Linked DNA regions of Gossypium hirsutum: region 1 is linked to region 2. A link is a contact called in public Hi-C data. All regions are on one chromosome and are shown on one strand. The core of a region is the stretch at or near the end of the contact, and the rest is flanking DNA. Distances in the headings are between cores, read along the strand shown. Region 1 holds the start of LOC107895432 (probable leucine-rich repeat receptor-like protein kinase At1g35710). Region 2 has its middle 19 kb from the start of LOC107896377.

The links. Hi-C and Micro-C count contacts between places; a contact is called where the count stands out from the background.
Region 1: a contact with region 2 is called in a Hi-C map of leaf, with 1.8 times the contacts expected there. The contact joins the promoter of LOC107895432 here to the enhancer-like site in region 2. A contact is called at or near these places in 3 of 34 Hi-C or Micro-C datasets (all in leaf).

The regions. Positions count from the first base shown.
Region 1 is chrA10:106,826,407-106,832,710 of Gossypium_hirsutum_v2.1, forward strand. LOC107895432 (probable leucine-rich repeat receptor-like protein kinase At1g35710) reads left to right here and starts at 4,808. Exons shown (of 1, transcript XM_016820715.1): 1 at 4,808-6,304. The coding sequence starts at 4,808.
Region 2 is chrA10:106,596,095-106,602,232 of Gossypium_hirsutum_v2.1, forward strand. No RefSeq gene overlaps it. Among protein-coding and RNA genes, the nearest start is that of LOC107896377, 19 kb to the left of the region's middle. Within about 2 kb of position 4,542, at least 5 of the 9 cell types and tissues checked have an H3K27ac peak or open chromatin away from gene starts, as enhancers often do. A contact at or near this core is called in leaf, where this site is marked.

The sequences.
Region 1 (6,304 bases), core at 3,558-6,057, 230 kb after region 2:
GTACGGTATTGCAAGAGGTATTGATGGAGAAAACCTCATCCGCCTTATGGAAAAGGTTAGAAACTCTTTATGCGACTAAGTCTCTGGCTAACCGTTTAGTGTTGAAACAACATCTATTTACGTTTCGCATGAACAAATGCGAGCTTCTTAAAGATCACATCAATAAATTCATTACTCTTTTAAATGATTTAAATAATGTTGTGATTTATATTGACGATGAAGATCAGGCTATGCTATTATTATGCTCTTTACCCCCTTTATACAAGTCTTTCAAAGAGACCCTGATTTATGGCAGAGACAAACTCTCGTTCGAAGATGTGAATGGTCATTTTTTAAGTAGAGACAAACTAAACAATGAGTTTGGTTTGGATAGCAAGGCAGATAAGCAAGCTTCCGTTTTGGTAGCATCAAAGAAACGAGACAAAAGGTGTCACTATTGTAAAAAGTTAGGTCACGTCAAAACAGATTGTTATAAACTGTGAAATAAAAGAACTGCTGAGAGTAACGAGAAAGATGTAGCTGGTGCTAATTTGGCCGATGAAAGCAATAATGAATGGTTCTTTCCATATGTGTCCCAATAGAGAATGGTTCTCCACATACAGTTTAGTTGAAGGTGGAGTTGTGCGTATGGGAAACGATTCATTTAGTAAGGTAATTAGTATTGGTACTGTAAAAATTAGGATACACGATTAGTCGATTAGGACACTCTCAGATGTTAGCTATGTACCTGATTTACGAAAGAATCTCATCTCGTTAAGTATTTTAGACTTAAAAAGATGCAGAATCAACATTTGTTCAAGCGACATTATAGTATCTCATGGAACTCTCGTTTTGTTAAAAGGTAAAAGAACCCGCAGTCTTTATATTCTGGAAGGTTCTACAGTGACCAGTGAAATCGGACGTCCCTCGTCCGTTACGGAGTTGAAGTCAACTTCGTTGAAGAGAGGTTCTCTTTTGGATGCAGGTTTTGAAAAGTTAGGGCATGTGTTCATGAAAATCAGACCCGGGTTAATTTTAATTTGGTAGTGTACAAGGCTAAGGCTAGAAGTCTTCCAGTTTCTAAGCATTGATTCAACTTAATTAATTCTCTGCATAGTTCAAGATAGGCCCGTGGCAGACTTTGGCAAAGATGGCATTGTGGAAATATGAGTCTAGGTGGAAATTTGTTAAGTATGACTCCTATTTCAGTCAAATTTGAGAAATAATCTTCTAGTTAAACTCTGTCTATTTGTTTCAATCAAATACTAATTAGTTTAGATTATTTTATTATTATTTGACCTAAGAATTTAGTCTATAAATAGATTCTTTTACAACCTTAGAAAATACACCCATTAGAGATTAGAACTCATAACATATTTAGAGAATTTTGTGTTTACGTTTTGAGGGTTCTTGGTTTTCGGGTTTTCGGGGTTTAGTTTTTATTTCCATCTTTTGTACTTTTCGTTCTTTTGCCATTATAGTAAAATTATATTTGCCCGTGGTTTTTTATCCTCTTTGGAAGGGTTTTTCCATGTTAAATTTGTGTGTTCAATTTCTTAATTTATTCCTCTATTTTTTTACTTGTTGCTTAATTGAGTCAATCCCAACAGGCGAAAATATGTCTATAAATAAATTTTATTTGGAGTTCTCCAATAGTGGTGGCGGTGACAATAGTTCACTCTGTTTTATCTGAAAGGATCGGTAGTATTAGTAATTTTAGCTTTGAGTGTTTTTTTGGTTGTTTCTTTTAGCGGTTGATTACTATGGTGCATCTTTAATGATTTTTTGGTATTACTAATTTAGTGGTCTTGATATATCTCTCCTCCTATAGACTTTTATTATGAAAATATAATTACTATTTCTTTAAAAAAATAGAACTTAATAATTATTCATATAGTCGATTGGAAAATGATGGTAAAAATATCATAAAGGCCTCTATACTAGGAGTTAGATTACATTTGACTTCTTTTATTCGAACAATGGGCAAATTAGTCCCTATAAATTAGATCAAAGAGCAAACTAGTGTTTTTGTTAAAAATTTCATCCATTTTTCTATTAAAAATTTGTCCATGTACGTCAACATGATATACATTTGGCACGTCACATGCCATTGTCTAGTTATTTTGTCAATCACGTCAACTTTTAATAGTACAAGTGGATGAAATTTTGAATAGAAAGGACTAATTTACTTTTTAATCTAATATACTGGATTTAATTTACTCAGTTTTTTAGTAGAAAAAATAAAATACAATTTGCCTCCTAACAAGGAACCTCCATAGTATTTTTACCACAAACATAAGTAATAAAAATTGGTAGTACAATGAAAGGCATGATTGTGGGGAAATGAGACATAAGGTGTTGGACCACATTACCCTTTACTCTCTAACAACCATCATGCCATGAAGAATGGTGGATTCATAATGGCATAGAGCCAAAATGCAATTTACGTCTTTATAAAGGGTCTCTATAATACTTTTATCAAAACATATAAGTAATAAAAATTGGTAGTAGAATGAAAGGCGTGTTTGTTGGGGAAAGGAGACATAAGTTGTTGGGCCAGACTACCCTTACTCTCTAATAACCCTCATGCCGTGAAGAATGGTGGATTCATAATGGCACGAGTTGCATTTTATTCCACATGACCTAGAAGCTTCAGAATAACTTAATTTGTAAAAAAAAATTTTGAACATATAAATTTTAAATAAATTTATCAATATTCCTATAAGTTTTTCTAGATTTACATAAGTCCAAAGAGGGGTGATGGGGTTTTGTTGTATGTTTAAGGAGCTTGTTGTGTTTGTAGTTATAGTAACACTTATAACAAATTTCTATAACTTATGAATTGTTTGATGGTTAGATTAACTTAAACGTGTTTGAAACAAAAAAAAATCAGTTAAGACTATATGGATTGCGAGACTAAAATTCTAATCCGTGATATTAAGCTTTACTCTCTTACAAGTCTAATGTTGAGCAATCATTTGTAATATTTAAACATTGATGCATTTAGCATCTATTAAAGGAAGATAACAGTCATATTCTCTTAAAGATATGAATGTTTATTATTTTAAGGTAAGTTATTTGGTCATTTTAAAAAAAAAATTAACTAAATTAATCACTTTAATGTTAAATTGAATGGAATGCTCTCATTTCCTTTTATATTTCTTATTTCTTTGATTTTTCTTTTTTTTTCCTTTCTTTCTTATTTTTTCCATCTTCTCCTTTCTAACTTACTAACCTTAGCTCCCGCTTCCTCTATCAAACCACTGCTATTGAGCATTGTCATGTCAATGGACAACTTTAAAGGACGCTTATTTTATTTCCCTATTTTTCTTGTTTTTCTTATCCTTACCCACAATCACCGCTTCTTACTATTGTCATTTGATGTCTTCTCTGACGCTAAATTGCCGATTCAAAACCACCAAAGTGAAGCCCAAAGCCTCCTCTTTAGATCTATAGGTTTAGATTTAAAAAAGAAAGCTCAAAAGTTGTGAGGTCACTCTCAAAATTTTAGAATTTTCATGCTTGGCAGGAGCAACAATGACATCATTAAGGGAGGCAACTGTTAGGATTTTTAGGTTAGAAAAGGGAAAAGATGAAGAAAAGGAGAGGATATAGCAAAAATAAGGAAAAAGATAAAAGAATAAGGAAAGTATGGAATGTATCTCGCATCTTGGGCGAAATAGAGTCGACACCATGATAAGGAAGAGCCGACGTCCCGATGATGTGACATGTGAAGTCTCAACGAGCCGATAAATGACGTCACGACATAACAACATATTTCCTACTAAATTGGGTTTCTTCTCCTTGTTAAACTCTGCTATTTTTTCTAGGTTGAACTTTAATAACTCTAGGAATATTTTAATCATATTAGCCCACGAATTTCAACCTATAAATAGAGCTTTTAGCAACTCTGGAGAGATTGATTCAACAACTCAGCAAATGAAAGTAAGAAGAATTTTGTTTTTTAGTTAGTGAGCTTTGTATTTTTTAGGATTTAAGGGCTTGTTTTGTTTTTCCTCCATCTTTTATTCTTCTTCGGTTATTTGCCATTTTAGTGAAGTTTTCTTTACCTGTGGTTTTTTTATTCTCTCTAGACGAGTTTTTCTACATAAATATTTACATCCAATTTTCTCCATTCATTCTTGTTTGTTGCTTAATTCGGGTTTCAGCCCAATAGAAAGAAAGAAAAAAAAAAGATGGACTTAATGTTTGAGTAATCAGTTTGATTGATTTCTTTAGCAGTGACCAAATTAACAAAAAAAAAAGTTTTTTGGATGATCGAAATAGGAATGACCTAATTTTAAAGTGGCTATAAGGATAATTTACTCCATTTTTAATTGATAATAAAAAATTTCAATTCAAATTTAAATTTAAAATATAAAAAATGAAATTTATTTTTTGATTAAACAAATAAATGTAAGCTTAAAATCAATAAAAAAGCACTTTCCCTTTAAAAAAACATATTTAATTAAAATTTAAAATATAATTAAATTGAAAATAAACATAAAAAAAATCAAATTTATTTTTATTAGGTAATCAAGTAATTGTATTATTGGAACTCCAGTAAATTGACTTTATCGCCTATCCCCGACGGTAGAATTTGTAAGGCACAGGCTTGACTTAAGTCTGTCCAAACAGCAGGTCTTGAACAATATAATTAATACAGATTGTGAAAGATCCCTTCATGTCATATCTACAACTTGCAATTTTTTCCACTTGATGTCGAAGCTTCATGGTGATTGAAACAGCACCAATCTTCTGTTATAAATAACCAAAGCCTTTTATTACAATTAACCACACAAGCTCCTTAATTTCAACTATCAATACCATGGCTTCTTTCTTAGTACCATTCAAACTCATCTTCTTCCTCATCTTTGTATTTTTCCATGCTTTCTCTTCGTCATCCTCCATAACTTCCATGGAAGCTGAAACTCTTTTAAAATGGAAAGCTAGCCTCGACAACACCACACAAACTTTTCTCTCTTCTTTGTGGGTCGGAAGTAGCCATTGCAATTGGGTTGGAATCACTTGCAACAATGCCGGAAGCGTCACCAATCTAAGCCTTGCAGAGTATGATTTGAGATTGAGAGGTACACTTCACCATCTCAATTTCCTTTCCTTGCCTAACTTGATTAGGCTTCACCTTCGAAACAACTCATTGTATGGGCCCATTCCTTCGCACATTGGAAACCTTTCCAAACTCATCTTCCTTGACTTGTCATACAATAACTTCTCAGGACATATCCCATCTGAAATTTGCTTGTTGAGAAGTCTTCAATTGATCTCCTTAATAGCAAATAAGATTAGTGGTCCCATTCCACAAGAAATAGGAAATCTGAGTACAATTTCTAATATCTATTTCTATGGTAACTATCTAAGTGGTCCAATCCCTGCCTCTATAGGAAGATTGCATAATTTATACAGGCTTGACCTTAACAGCAACCGACTCAATGGTTTTATACCTAAACAAGTTGGAACGTTGAGGTCACTTTATATGTTGGACTTGTCAGGAAACAGCTTAACTGGTCCTATACCGGCATCTATAGGAAACTTAAGTAACTTGGTGTATCTTTTCTTGTATGGAAATCATCTTTCTGGTTCTATTCCCAATGAAATTGGAGGGCTTAAATCACTTTTCATGATCCAGTTCTCGAAAAATAATCTCGGTGGCGTCATCCCTAATTCCATAGGAAACTTGACCAAGTTATTTAGTGTCATGCTTGATACAAATGCCATTTCTGGTTCAATACCTCGCGAGATAGGAATGCTTAAATCTCTCAACTTTTTGCTTTTGGCTGATAACTCAATCTCTAGTCCAATCCCTACTTCCATAGGAAACTTGACCAACTTAACTACTCTTAGCCTTTCTCAGAATATGTTTTTTGGATTGATACCTAAAGAGGTAGGGATGCTTAAATCTCTCAGTCAATTGGATCTGTCTAATAACACATTCTCTGGACAAATCCCTACTTCCATAGGAAACTTGAGCAGCTTATCAGAAGTTTTCCTTGGTGAAAATAGTTTGTCAGGCCCCATTCCTCCAATATACAATAATCTTACTAATCTCCAATTATCAAACAACCATCTCACTGGTACATTACCAGAAAATTTATGCCTCGGTGGAGTACTCACTCGACTTGCAGTGATCAACAACAATTTGTCAGGTCCTATCCCATCAAGTTTGAGAAACTGCAAAAGCTTAATCAGAGTTAGGGTGGATGGAAACCGTTTGACTGGAAATATATCAGAAGTTTTTGGTATATATCCACATTTGAATTATGCTTCGTTAAGCGATAACAATTTTTATGGCGAACTTTCTCCAAAT
Region 2 (6,138 bases), core at 3,292-5,791:
TCCTCACTGGTTTGGTTGTGGGTACTGATAGTTTGACCCAAAATTGTCTTCAATCCCATTTTGATATGGTTTTTTCAGAGTTAATGGCTTTGGGCAGCAGAAAAAGATAGTCGGATCCCAACCATGGTGGCTCCTCTATTGGGGGGTTGAAAAAGAAAAAAAAAGGATAGGGTGGTGGTTTGGAGGTCAACAATGGTGACGCTAAAGACGGTTGTGGCGGAGGCGGTAATGGCGAGATTGTTGGGATGGAGAAGAAGTATAAACATATTGGGTCATTTACGCAAAAAGTAAAAATATTGGGTAATTTATTAAAAAATGGAAAATGAAGGACGAAAAACAACAGTCACTCAACCTTACCTCGTCTAACGTGACAAGTTAACTTGCCACACCAGCTAGTTTACTAGCCATGTCACTTGTCCTGTTAGGCCTATAACAAAAAAATGTTAATGAGTGACTGATTTGTAAGTTTTTGATAACGATGTTAATGGGTGACTGATTTGTCACTTTTCGATAATGTTAGTGACTGTTTTGTTATTTTTTGAAAGTTGAATGGCTGAATTAAAACTTTGCATCGTCTAACGTGGCAAGTTAACTGGCCATGTCAGCTAGTTAATTGGCCACGTCACCTGTCCCATTAGGCCTGTAACCGAAAATATTAATGGGTGACTGATTTGTTACTTTTTGATAACGTTAGTGACTGATTGTTACTTTTTGATAACATTAGTGACTAATTTGTTATTTTTTGAAAGTTGAGTGATGGAATTAAAATAAGAGTGATTGGTTTGTCAGCTGCATCAAAGTTGAGTGACTGTTGGTGCAATTTACCCATTAAAAAATGCATATAATTTTTAAAAATATAAAAATAAAAAGAATTGTTCTATTATTATTTAAGTATTTATTATTCTTACCCACAAACATCACTTCTCACCGTCGTCGTTCGACGTCCTCTTTGACATTAGACCGTCGATCCAAAGCCTCCTTTTTAGATCTATAGGATTAAATTTCTAAAGAATCTCAAAAGTTGTAAGGTCACTCTCAAAACTTTAAAATTTTTGTGCTTCGATCTCCTAATCTTGTTGGTGATATGGATTGATTTTCAGATGTCTTTCTACTTTTGAGCTCGCTGATAGTAGTTCGGTGAAAACAACAATGACATCTTTAACGGAGGCGGCGATTAGGATTTCTGGATTAGAAGGGAGAAGATGAAGAAAAGGAGAAGAGATAAAAAAATAAGAAAAGAGATAGAGAATAAGGAAAAAATGGATTTAATCTTTGAGTGATGAATTTCTTTAATGACGGTGATCACATTAACCAAAAAAAAATTGGATGATCAAAATATGAACGGCCTAATTTTAAAGTGGCTATGAGGATAATTTACCCCATTTTTAATAATAATAAAAAAATTCAATTCAAATTCAAATTTAAATTTAGAACATAAAAAAAGAATTTATTTTTTTATTAAACAAATAAATGTAAGCACACAATTTGACTCCAAGTTCTGCTCTTGCATATTCTCAATCAGTGATTTAAATTAAAGTTTCATTCTTTAACTTGAGAAATTATGTAAGAATTTGATAGAAATTAGTTTAACAGCTTAAAATTATTAATCCTTTTTGTATATCATAGGAAATTAGTAGTGTCGTAACCATTTTTTGGTAAAACGGGAATCGACTTTGGTTTGAAAATGATAATTAAAACGGGAGTCGCCACCAATCTTTTTTGATGAGGTGTGATCGGATCACCTTAAATTAATCATTTTAATAAAAGTTAAGATTTACTAAAACGATAAGTTTTGGTCTACGAAAATCAGAAAATGAGTTCGGGAGTCGGTTACGCACGAGGAAGGATTAGCACCCTCGATACGCCCAAAAATTGGTACCTAATTGATTAATTAGTGTCTTAGTTTCGAAAATTGAAAACTTAAAATACTTTGAAATACGGTCCCTCTCTAAAAAACTCGAAGGTTAAAGGCTTTCTCATAAAACATCATGCCCAGTAAGTTAGGACATGACATCTCGAACTTTAAGAGTGAGCTCGCCTCCTATTAATGCATTTTGATTTCTTTTTAGAAGGATATTCGGTTAGCCCGGGTGAACGAGGTAAATCGAAACCCAGTAAGTTAGGGCATGTTTCCTCGAATTTTCGAACACCGAACATTGCCTTTATTTGCAAAAGCTCTTATTTCGAGGTGTCAAAATGTTATACCCGATAAGTCAGGACACCACACTTCGTATCTCTGAAAATAAGCATTTTTTAAAGACTCGTATTGTGATTTAAAAAGAATATATTCCGTTATTTAGGTTAAATGAGAAAAGTCGAAACCCAGTAAGTTAGGGCACGATTATCTCAAATTACCAAATATGAAATATTATTTTTATGAAGGAATTATTTTAAGGTATCGAATGAAAAAATATCATATTACTTATTGTAAACCATAAAACAGAATCATGGCGCTGATACGCAATAATAAGCACGACAGGATTAATGACAATGATATAAACAATTATAACAAGATGCGAGCAAAGCTAGTAATATGAGGATATAAAACACAAGCATAAGGTAAATGAGATGATCGAATACATGAATAAATAAATAAATAAATAAACAGATAAAAATAAAATAAATGAAGTATGGCAAAATAAAAATGACAATGATGACGAAAGTAATAATAATAATAATAATAATAATAATAATAGTAGTATAACGATAATAATACGTAAGGTATTAAAATATATACGTAATAATAGAAATAAAAGTATACATAACATTAAAGACATATATTCGGGATACATATGTGAAATAAGTTCATAATAGTTATAAAGATATACATAATAGAATATATGAATAATATGATATTTACAATATATATACACTAAAACATGATAAAAAATGATACACATGATATAATATTAATATGCACGTGCATAATATGGAGTATTATATATTAAAAGGATGTATATATGGTTTACGAATGTATTAACAAAATAATGTCAAAAACTAATTATAATAATATATAAATATATACGTATATAGTGAAGATACATACTACTACATAATAATAATAGAAATACAAAAAAAAAAGCAAGTATAATAATAAAAAAAATATTAAATTAAAGTAATGAAAAACAATACTATATATAAAAATATATATGTATATATGTACATGAAGATATACACTAATATACAATGATAATAGTGATAATTAAAATGCAAAAAGGGTAAATATAACAGTAATATTAAAATGAAGTAATTAAAATAATACTACAACTATAAAAAATGTATATACGTACATATGCAATAAAGCGTATATTAATAGTAATAGTAATAACCATATAAGTGATAATGATAACAGTAATAACTTTTTAAAATATGTGTATATAAACAATAATAATAAAAAGATATGTATATATATAATAATAATAATAGTATAGTAAAAATAATAATAATATGTTAATGAATATAATAATAACAGTTAATATAATAACAAATACTGCTACAAATAAAAATAGGGTAAAAATAATATAAAAAATCAAATTAAATCTAAAAAAAAGGGACCAAATCTGAAACAAAAAAAAAGTTTTGGGGCCAATTCGAAAGGAAATATAAAAAGGGGGCCTATTCGAATACGCGTGCGACTACAGAGGGCCAAAATAGCAATTTTCCCATGTCCTTAAAACGGCGTCACTGAAGGGAGGATCGAATCACAAAATGCGATAGATTCTAGGGCCAATTTAAAAGCAACGAAAACTTGATTGCAAAACACATAAAAAAACGGAAGGACCGCGAGCGAAATTAACCCCTAAGAGCAAAAACACGCGGATCCTGAGCGGGTCGGAGTCGGGTCTCGGGTCAGGGTAGCTAAACGGCGTCGTTTTTGGTCTTGGTCTGGGCACAAAAACGGTGTTGTTTTGATAGGCTATAAAAGCCTAAAAATTTCCAAAAAAACCTCATTTGCATCAGGTGCTTAAAAAAAAAGGGAAGAGAGAGCTCTCCTCTCTCTGCAGAAGGTCTGTATGCCGGCGAGGGCTCCGGTCAAAGGATTGATCATCGCCCGCCGTAGGTGCCGCCGCGCCGGCCACCGTACACGGTGGTCGAAAATCGAAAAAAAGGGGTAAAAATTTTGTTTTTTTATTATTTTAAAATGTAGTTATAATCTGTATGTATATATAGGTAAATAAAAAAGAAAGAAATTTTACGATGATAATAAGAAATTTTACGATGATAATCACCTTTCGACTGTTGGATTTTTGACTCTCTGTTTTGATTGTTTTTTGCCTTTTGATATTACTGATATCTGTTCTTGCTTTGTATTTAGAATCTAATATTGTTTTTCATTTCACCAAAATGCCGAATGTTACATGGTTTTTTTGATTCCGCCTTAAATAGCCATTACAAATCCTTTTTTATATTACATTGTCTTTTCTTTGCAGGAAAATGGGCGGTGGAGCAGAGGCCACTTGCGCTGTCGACGTGACTGAGGCGGTGGGAGTCAGAGGCGGTGGGGGCAAGTGGTTTAGGGTTTCAGATTCTAAAACCCTAAACTTGGGGCTAGTTGGGTTTGGGCTTCTGTTTAGGGGTTAGTGGGTTTTGGGTTAGTGGGTTTTGGGTCCAAAATTGGGCTTGTACAAGTAGTTTAATAATTTATATATAAATAATTAATAATTAATAAAAATTAACAATTTAATAATTTATATATAACAAATTATTAAAATATAATCATTAATGTGCTCTTCTCTTTTAAAATAAAACGCCTCAATCAAACAACTCAAAAGTATTTTTTGACAATAATAATAAATATTTAAATATTAAAAATGTTTATTTTTAAAAAGAAATTATTGGTATTTTTGTAATCCAATGATAAAAAAATACAAAATATCATTCAACAATTTAATTATTTTTTGACAACTCGATGTATCAGTCAAAAGCAAAAGCGACCACGAAGAGTTGGAGCTGAGTGGACTTGTCATATTCAAATACACCACTTAAATTTGCTGTGTTACCGGGGTGAATTGTAGCTTTTTAAAAAGGAAAATGTTTATCAAACATACTAATTATTTTTGTAATCCAATGATAAAAAAAATTACAAAATATCATTCAACAATTTAATTATTTTTTATCATAGTGGCAGTTTTAAAATTAACATAATAATAACTTTAACCCTTAATGTTTATAAATAATATCAATTTAATTTTGATTTTAAAAAAAAATTAACCATCAACATTTATACATTGTGTTATTTGGGTTTTTTATTACAATTTTACTTTTCTTTGTGACATTAAGGGTTAATTTTAAAAGAATGAAAAAAAAATGAAAATTATTATCTTGAATTTTTTGGTTTTTTTTTGTATATTTTCAATTAAATTTAGTTGATAATTTTTTTTAGCTTTTTAGATGAAAGGATCACAACAAAAAAACTACACATTATGTAAATATTGAGAGTTAAATTTTTTAGAATCAAGACTAAATTGACACAATGTATAAATGTCTAAGGTTAAAGTTGCTATTATGCCATTTTAAAAGCTTCCAATATTATCTAATTAAATAATTGAATGACATTTTATAAATTTTTATAATTGAGTGATGAAAATAATTTACTCCGAATAAAGCAGTGTTTATCCAACGAAATGTAAATTTAAGCCTTTTTCTTTTTATGAATAACGAAGAAAAGATATTAAATCGAAAAAGAATGTGGAAAGTTTTTAAAGGCAATGGAGGGGTAATAATGAATCATGTGGCCGTTACAACTTTTCTATTGAAATGGCGTTGAATCTTCAAACTGTGAAAAATAGAATGTCGATAATGACAACGTATCACAAATAAAAGAGAAACAAAAATAAAAAACACAGATTTTTACGTGGAAACTCTTTCGGGGAAAAAAACCACGGGCAGAGGAGAAGATAATTCACTATGTCGAATTCGAATAATTACAAGAGGAGTAGGTTATATCTATTTATAGGCTTGTAAAACCATATTCTAATAGAAGGGGTGTAGTAAGATTGAAACACCTTATTCTAATCAATATCAAATAGATGAAGTTTAATAAGGTTTAAAAACCTTAGTCTAAAATAAAATAAAAGAAGTGTAGTTCTATATGGATTTTACTTTTATTTTATTTTACCACTGTATTTTATTTTAATA